Linked DNA regions of Mus musculus: region 1 is linked to region 2. A link is a contact called in public HiChIP or PLAC-seq data. All regions are on one chromosome and are shown on one strand. Each heading gives the region's core, a stretch centred on a gene start, on an enhancer-like site or on the middle of the called end of the contact. The rest is flanking DNA. Distances are from core to core; before and after follow the strand shown. Region 1 holds the start of Mrpl15 (mitochondrial ribosomal protein L15). Region 2 has its middle 8.6 kb from the start of Gm22307.

Region 1 (4,433 bases), core at 1,142-3,641, 250 kb before region 2:
ACACCCATACACAAGTATTTACAATGGCCTAGGGGGAAGGTGGACTATACAATAGACTAGAGTAGGAACTATGGCAAGGCCACAAAGCCCTTGCCCCTGGCTTCTAAAATTAAGTGGACCTTAGATGGAGCTGTTTTTGATCCCAGTTGTTTGTTTTTTTTTTTTTTTTTTTTTTCGAGACAGGGTTTCTCTGTGTAGTCCTGGCTGTCCTGGAACTCACTTTGTAGACCAGGCTGACCTCGAACTCAGAAATCTGCCTGCCTCTGCCTTTGATCCCAGTTGTTAACATTGAATTTTATCCCAGTTGGTTCCTGCCAGTCCTTCTGTGTTTGCATTCCTGTTTTTTGTAAGAATCCAGTAGCCTCTTTGTACCTTGCAGGTGTGTCACACAACTTCCCTATTTTCTTCTGTATAAAAAGTTTGATGCTCAATTTGACAAATTACATTCAGATCCACACTCCCTTGTGTAGAGTCTGTCAATTCCTGCCAACTCCTTGTCCACCTGCAACCAGAGACCTGTTCCACACAGACAGTGACCAAAGAGAGTCTGTGGCACTCTTCAATTCATTCTCATAGTTTTCTATGCTTACTATGTTGCATATGGGACAAACAGCATACAATTGGCTACAGACCATTTCCACTATGACTGATTAATATTAGTGACATCACATAAACCATACAATAAAGAAAATGTATCCTTACAAGAAATGCAACACAGTATTTTGGCTTTCCTCAATTTCATTGGCTTGCATAGATAAAAAGGGGACATGTGGGGAGCACTTCCAGAGTTAATGTTGGCTGAGTTCTTGCTTGTAATTAATCATGAATGAGTCTGCTAACATGCTTTTGCTTTTAGTTAAGACATGCATTATATCCTGCCAAGTTCCTCTGCTTTTACATATGTCCTTGAGAGACTGTCCAAGCCTGAAGGAAATGGCCTTAGTCAAACATGGATAGTGTGTACCATACACTTATCACATAAATGTTCATGTTCATTGTTTAACTTCCTGGAATTGGTCATGCTTTCTGTTGCTAGCCTTTAAAAGACACTGAGAAAGTAAACTTGCTGCTAGTGGTGGTATTGACCTGTAGCCCTCCCATATCTGTCTCTTCCATCTTCTTTTTGCCTTTCCTATAATCATCCTCATACCCCAAGTCGTGGTTTCCATGTTGAATGACCAGCAGGCTCTGGCCCCAGGCCCAAATCCATGGTTTTGAGTAGCTCACCCCGATATCTACCTTATGTGTAACCTGTTGGAACATGTGAAAGGGCTAGCTAGTCCTGCTGATCCAGAGCTGCAGGATCTCAGTGACCTAGGACAATAGCAGGATAACCGAATAGAGTCCCTGTGAGGATCCAATATTGGTGTAGCAGAAGCCAGAGACCTAGAACCAGACCAATGACTCATTGCAATGTACATTTGCAAGTAATAATGTATGGACAAAAGGGTATACTGTAGGACACACTGTGACACACGACAGCTTCACGATGAGGTTTCCTAAACTTTATTTTTATTTTGGGGGGGGGGGGGTTTGCAAGGGCAAAAAGGACGGAGGGATTGTGGATCTGGAGTGTATGATGTGAAATTCACAATGAATCAATAAAATAAAAATAAAGGTTTATTTGAGTTAGAAACAGCTGCTTATTAAATTGTCTCACCTTCACTATATAACTGATAGAGCTTGGTAGGAGCAATTCTCCAGCAAGACAGTGGAACGGAAAAAGAATATAAAAATGAACACATTGTTTTCTATATTACTTGTATTAAGACAAGTTTTAAAAATCATTTAATTTGGAGAGTTAAATATATGTTTGGCAGTTTAAGTTCATTAGCTTTGAATCCTATCTATACCATCTGCTGTGACAGCTGGGTCGATCTGATAGGCATAAAACCACACCTCGCTTCTAGCGTGGTTGTTTATATGAATCTAGTAAGGCTAACTTTAACTCAGTTTCTGGCATACCCCAGGAGCTAAGTATGCCCCACCCCCCATCGTTAACTGCAAGGCACGCTATTAGGTTGAACCTAATTAGACAATTAATTCTAGAGCCAGGCACTGTAACAGTTGAATTACCAGAGTCTCAAAGCTTGAACCTGTTCACATCATTTTGGATTACTTTTCGCTTCATGAGGCCCCACTTTTACCGTACAGCGTGTTCAGTCATTACAGGGCAGAAGAGAACAGTTTTCGTTCACAAAATGGTACCAAAGCCAGAGGATAAAGCATGATCTCACAAAAGTTGATGCAGTTCCCCGAAGTAAAAAGACATCAAGCCTGGAAGCTGGAAGACATAGCCTACCGACGCGGATGCGGTCGCTCTGCAGCACGACAGGGGCGGGGCAGTACGGCCGCTGCAGCGCGACAGGGGCCGGGCGGAGCCGTAAAGCAACGCGGAGTCTACGCCGCTTCCTGGGCGCCCTTGAAGCACCGCGGGTCATGGCTGGCACGGCGCGCGGCTGCGGGACCAGCCTGGACCTGCTGCGGTCCTTGCCGAGAGTGAGCCTGGCCAACCTGAAGCCCAGTCCTAACTCCAGAAAACGGGTAAACGCTTGGCGGCGGTGCGGGGAGTGCAGGGGCCGCGTCACTCTGGCGATGGACGCGTGCGGGCGCCTGGCTCCCTTCCGCGTGCGCCCAGTGTTAAGGATGCTAAGCAGGCGGAGGGTACACACTCGGGAACTGCAGACGATTCATCCAAAATTGCGTTTAAACTGAACTGCTTAGCAAGTGCCTATCGTCGTTATAAAAATCCCAGTGTTTTTTCTACATTCCAGCTGGCCAATGTGCAACCCAGGGTGCAACTAGAAAACTGTTGTGGGTCGGCTGCTCGGCTTTTACAGTAACTTAATATACGGCTTTTTTTTTAGGGGGGGGGGCGGTTGACAAAGTCAATTAAGGGAAAGATGTTACGGAGTTAGAGAACACCGAAAGACTACCCGACTCTATCCAGTTGTAATTAGCCAATTTTTTAATGTTATAGTGCAGCCAACCACAATTCCCCTTAGGCCCAGGTTAAAGGGGTAGAAGGTGGAGGGCTTTGAAAGGTCGCAATTACTTTATTTCTGGGGAACTTACAGCTACATGAGGAACTTTACCGAAGCAATTAATCATTTCACATCAGTTTTACAATTCTGTGGAGGGGGACAAGTTGCCAGGAGCTTATCTTTTAGGAATTTAGGAAATTAGAATGTGTCCCTAGCAAAAATTGGAGTTTTCCTTAGCCATATGTGATCTAATTACATATTTACGATTAATTTAAAAATAAAACATTTAATGTCACTCAAGCCTCGTTTTGGCTGTTTAGTTCTAGGATTTTCTTTTTCCGTTCCAGCTGCTTTTTCCTGAAGACTAAATTTAGGCCCTTAGCTTGTTTGTTCAAGCACACTATACCACTGAGCTGTAATCCCAAACCCTTTCCCGATGCCCTCTCACCGCCCCCCCCCCCCCCCCCCCCCAGGGTTTCTCTGTAGAGCCCTGGCTGTCCTGGAACTCACTTTTTAGACCAGGCTGGCCTCGGACTCAGAAATCCTCCTGTCCCTGCCTCTCGAGTGCTGGGATTAAAGGCATGCGCCACCACATCTGGTTCCCTTTCCCGATTTTTAAATGCTTTATTCAGAGACAGACTCTCAGAAAATTGGGGGTTGCTGGCCTTGCCCTTTTTTTGTAGCTTAGGCAGGCCTTGAACTTTGAATCCTCCTGCCTCAACCTAGCAGATAGCAATCACTACAGGGACCTAGCTTATTGTAGAGCTTGTTATTCCTGTTGGATCCCATCCCTTCCTTAGAACTTTGCCCTGTGTTTCACCTTGTATTTTGGTTACTAGGATCAGCTACATTCTGAGAGAACTATGTTGGTGGAGTATAAAGATGAGCACGCAGCTAGAGCAGGGCTTGGCACACGGTACTTTACCTCTGGTGCAATGGATAAACAGCATTAATATGGAATATGCTATGAGATGAGACAGTTTTCAGAAATGTATCTGAAGATCTTAAAACTCACTTTTTCTTGTAGGAAAGACGTCCAAGAGATCGGAGAAGAGGTAGGAAGTGTGGCAGAGGCCATAAAGGAGAAAGGCAGAGAGGAACCCGGCCAAGGCTGGGCTTTGAGGGAGGGCAGACTCCATTTTACATACGAATCCCAAAATATGGATTTAATGAAGGACATAGGTAAGGTTGTTTTTTTTTTTTTGTTTTTTGTTTTTTGTTTTTTTTAAGTACAAATCGTAATTTCCACTAAGAAGTACACAAGTAATTTGGTAGATACCTTATGTTTATTTAGGAACACACTTATGGTACTGTTGCTTTGAATAATTTTTAGTAATGTAACTTACCCTCTATTGTCTGTGTCACTGTATGACTATGCCCCCAGAAAAGCACATTTGTACAGAGTCTACTCAGACCAACAACATGCTGATGATAGTGCTTGCTGTCATA
Region 2 (4,416 bases), core at 99-2,598:
TGAGATTGAAAACAATGAACTTACACAAATCCCTTAGCTTCTGTTCCTTGGCAGCTAGTTTCTATTATAAATTATAAATTACACGCACACTGTAATGCATGCTGTGGAGGAGGATGTTCAGGTGTTTTCATCTTTGAGTGTTTTCTTATGAATAGACAGACTAGACCCAAGTGAATTTCTGGGTTTTCACAGCAGGCAAAAGGGGAATGCACAATTGCCTTACATAGGCTGGCAATTTAAGAGTTATTAACTGGACTGTGGAATCTTATTGTTTTTTGTTTTGTTTTGTTTTGTTTTTTTCTGAGACAGGGTCTTTCCATGGAGGCCTGGTTGGTTTGGACTGTGTTTTTAGACCAGGATGTTCTCTAACTCACAGAGATCTGCCTGCCTCTGCCTCCTGAGTGCATACAGCTCCACTACCCAGCTGGACTGTACTTGTTTGTCTCGAGAACGTAAGTTCTCAAGAAAGTAACGATACTTTTCACTTAAAAATGGTGTTTAAGGTGATTAAAATGTATTTGTTATCTGTATGTGTGTAGGTATGTATGGGTGTGATCTGTGTACACAGATGTTCATGCTTTTATGTGCCCTCACAGGTGAGACATGGGGTGTCCTTCTCTATCAACCACGTTCTTCTACTCATTTAAATCAAAGTTTCTTGCTGAACCTGGGCAGAGGCTGGTGGCCAACAAGCCTCAGCAATGCTCTTGTCTTAGCCTTTCCTTGACAGCACTGGGCTTACAAACATCTCTGGACTCTGGAGATCTGTATTGAGGTTCTCATGGATAGATTATTAAGAAGTTTATTACATGCAGATTTTGTGCTATTATTTTTAATTAGGTGTATGTAAAGGTGTATATAGGAGTGTGTGCTTGAATGAGAGGGCCTGGGGAGCTAAGAAATCTAAGATCCCCTAGAACACGAGCTATAGACAGCTGTGAGACAGGAGTTGGGAAACAAACTATTTTCAAAAGCAGTAAGTGTACTTGACTCTTAAGTCACCTCTTCATACTCAGATTTATTACTTTAAGAACAAGTAAGCAGCTATTTTAAAACATATTCTGTTTCAATTTCTAATGTAGTTAATATGAATAGTTGTGACACACATAAGCAACATATTTGGTGGTCTCGTCATTTTTAGGGTGTGTAGGGTCTTTGACTCCCAGGGACGCCACACTGACCTCATCCTTTCCGTAACACACATGCCTCCTACCTGAAGGTTGTCCTGTGATTACCTACAGATTCCAGATCTCAAAGTCCACCTTACATTTACATTCCTTATCTTACTCCGTCACCCTTAAGCCTCTGACATTGTTGTCCACTCCCTTCCTGAAAACCTTTCTCCCTTTGATGTGAAGACAGTAAACCTCTCCGTATCTCTTCCTACTTTCACGACTTTCCAATCTTCTGTTTGCCCCTTGCCCTGTCAAGGCTCCGACCTAGGTTTTCTTTTCCTTTACCTTATACATGTCCCCTGGGCCTTCAAGGTTTTGTCTCTAGCTATATCCAGTGATTTCCAAGTGTGGCTTTGTTTCATGGGCTTTATGCCACCATTTCCCAATGCAGACTGACACCCAGCCAGCAACCTAAAGGGAAAGTGCCCAGCTGAACACATGAACTCTCCCTCCCTAAGTTCACTCTTTGACTTACACGCATGTTTTGCTCAATGTTATTGTTATGTATTTATTAGGAAACACATTTATTAGGAAACACAATAGCTTTTGAAAACAAGCTTGTGAAATTATCTTTGGTGCCTCTTTTTCCTCCTAATTGCTTACCAGAGTTTTTGTTCGAGCCCCCACAATTGTCATTGCCCTTTGAGCATTTATAATACTTTCAGCCCCCCTTGTGACCTGCAGGATAACACCTACACTGCTAACCAGCTGTAGTTCCTTGGGATCCTTTGGTTGTCTTGTTTTAAGCTGTCTCCTACCATTTCTACTTTCACTGTTTCTCAGACACACCTTTGACTCTGCTCTCACCATGTGGCTTTGGAATGTCTGTTTCCCTACTGTCAGAGGATGCACCCTGTGTATCTTTACTGCATCTTGTTTGTTCCAAATCTCTTGTTAAAGGTCAGCTCCTTTCTGAGGCCTCCACCCTCTAAGCACAATGCTATTTGCTTGCTTTCCCGTCCCCAAACTCCAGAATCACTTCATATCAGCCTTTATCATATCTCACTGTACTCTGGGTACTTATTTGCCTGTCTAATTCCTCTCTGGACTCTGATCATTGAACTATCTGCTCAGTGACTATCTTTGGCCACACCCTCTCATAGGCATGCAATTTGATTAGTTGGGTGGGTGGGGGTTCCTTCACTTTCTCTCTGAGTTAGCTCTAGACCTTCATCTCTCTCCATTTCAGACACAAAGGATGATAGCCCAATCACGAAGTGCAAAAATCATCAAAGAAAGATGCTAGTGATGCAGCTGAAATGAAGTTTCCCTCTCACAGACAGCAGAAGATTGTTCCTTAAACTCCTGTCATTTGCTTCCTTTTGTATATTAACAGTGTGAAACAAGATTTAGAGGCGGAGAAAAGAGACTCTGGATGAAGAATTCCTGGGAAAGAAAGGGAAATCAGAAGAGAGAACTGGGAAGAAAGCACCAAAGATGTGGGGGAGATGTGCACAAACAGGACCAAAGAATGGTGGCTTTACTACAAATTAGGAGTTCTGGGGAAGAGGAGATACAGGAACAAGAGGGGACCCAAGCACCATGCAGCTTCCAATTCTTTTCAGAGTTCAAGCTCAAGCTGGCTCTCTGACATTGTCTCCAAAACATGTGTGCCCAGTGCACGTGTCCATTTATGCCTTCCCAGGAAAGGACTTGGAGGTCAAAAGGCCTGGGCCCCACATTAGAAGAGGAAGATATGTTTCAGGGTCAAGGTGCTATCTTAGGAAGATGTCCAACTGATAACCAAGTTGTGATGAAGCTACTCCAATAATGACAGGTTTGGCTGCAAATATTGATGAGATATCTATAGGCCTCTCTATAATACTTGGTTTTCTTCACCTGGGATATTTCTGTGGATTTTAATAACTAACAAATTCTCACTCATGTCAAAGATCAGAAAGAACTCCTTTTCACAGAAAACATAAAAGATGGAAGTCTGCTTGTGCCAGAGTACTGGGTTGTCCTCTGATCACACACAGGTATGTGTGTGCTCATGTGAATACACACACACACACACACACACACACACACAATGTCAAAAGTATTACACTTAAGGATTTCAGCAGAACACAACTTCCAAACATATATTTTTGTGGTAGTTTTTTTTCCAGAAAAGGGAAGCTTATATTGACTAAAGTGCATTGAGAAGTTGAAAAGACTGCTTTGGATAACACTTAAAAGGGAGACATGTATTGTTACTGCACCTCTCCATAACCCACATACCATCATTTTAAAGTAAAAAAGGACACAGAAAATGTGTGCATTTTGCAAAGACATAAACTGTAATAACCCCCAATTCAACATTCTCTCCCATCTGTTTTAAGGATGTTGAAAATCCTGTTTTCATCTAGATCTGCTCAAGTCTCAACTGTTCCTTTCTCTCTAGCTTTCTAGTTGTTCTTAAATATCAATCTATCATTTCAGCATTTGGAACCAAGAAGTTTCTATCACCCACATAAGATTCTGTCAGCTCTGCACCACTCTTCATTGCTTCTGCCATGACAACCAACATCACTTTTCTTAAAGCATGTGTGGTTTGGCCTGAAGTATAGAGAAGGGATGGGGCAGCTGTGACAGACAGCTGGTGTCAGGAAAGTGAGGTCTACATGTACTCCTTTCTGAATGAGGATATCTTTTTGGTCTTGAGGTGTCCTGGGAGCCAGTCCACATACCTTCTCTACATTCAGGTTGAGGGGCTCAATAACTTCATGGCATAAGATTTGAGACATTTAGACAGAATATTAAAGCAGGTGGCAGGGAATAGCACTGCATTTGGCAGAAATGTCTCTGCCTCTATTTTCTGCTGTATTACTCACCAATACTCTCTATAAAATATACATTTATGATTAATGAAAAGAAGAGACACCTGGGCAAGTGTGAGACATTCTCACAAAGACACAATTCCATGTCACACTGAAGAGCAAAGCTCAGACCTCATATGCCTGGCTTCTTCCAGTGGGGACTTAGACAACAGTGTGGCTTAGGGCAGTGTTTGGCTTTTCTGCCTTCTGCAATGGAAATATTATAATGATTAAGGAGATTAAGCATTTGCCTCAAGGCTTGGCACATGGGAAGCATATATGTGTTAACTATTCCAGAAAGATCCTTACACATTTTTTTGGCACCTGATATGTCTGATGAAGTTATTAGCTCTCAAAGAAACATAGTGTCTTTTCATGAGCTCTTTCTAGAGGCTACTGGTTTTTCAGATTTTAGCCAGGTCACAGTTCGCTCAGATACC

What was found. HiChIP or PLAC-seq counts read pairs in DNA pulled down with a chosen protein or histone mark.
Region 1: an H3K27ac HiChIP or PLAC-seq map of extraembryonic endoderm stem cells shows a contact between it and region 2. The contact joins the promoter of Mrpl15 here to the enhancer-like site in region 2. A contact is called at or near these places in 5 of 39 promoter capture datasets (the HPC-7 cell line, cranial neural crest, liver and 2 more), 1 of 484 Hi-C or Micro-C datasets (embryonic fibroblasts), 3 of 115 datasets of contacts at active chromatin or transcription factors (extraembryonic endoderm stem cells, large pre-B cells and stem cell-derived neural progenitor cells) and 2 of 9 other capture datasets (liver and pancreatic islet).

The regions. Positions count from the first base shown.
Region 1 is chr1:4,783,684-4,788,116 of GRCm38.p6, reverse strand. Mrpl15 (mitochondrial ribosomal protein L15) reads left to right here and starts at 2,391. Exons shown (of 5, transcript NM_001177658.1): 1 at 2,391-2,544; 2 at 4,012-4,166. The coding sequence starts at 2,440.
Region 2 is chr1:4,535,378-4,539,793 of GRCm38.p6, reverse strand. No RefSeq gene overlaps it. Among named protein-coding and RNA genes, the nearest start is that of Gm22307, 8.6 kb to the right of the region's middle. Within about 2 kb of position 1,348, at least 18 of the 459 cell types and tissues checked have an H3K27ac peak or open chromatin away from gene starts, as enhancers often do. A contact at or near this core is called in extraembryonic endoderm stem cells, where this site is marked.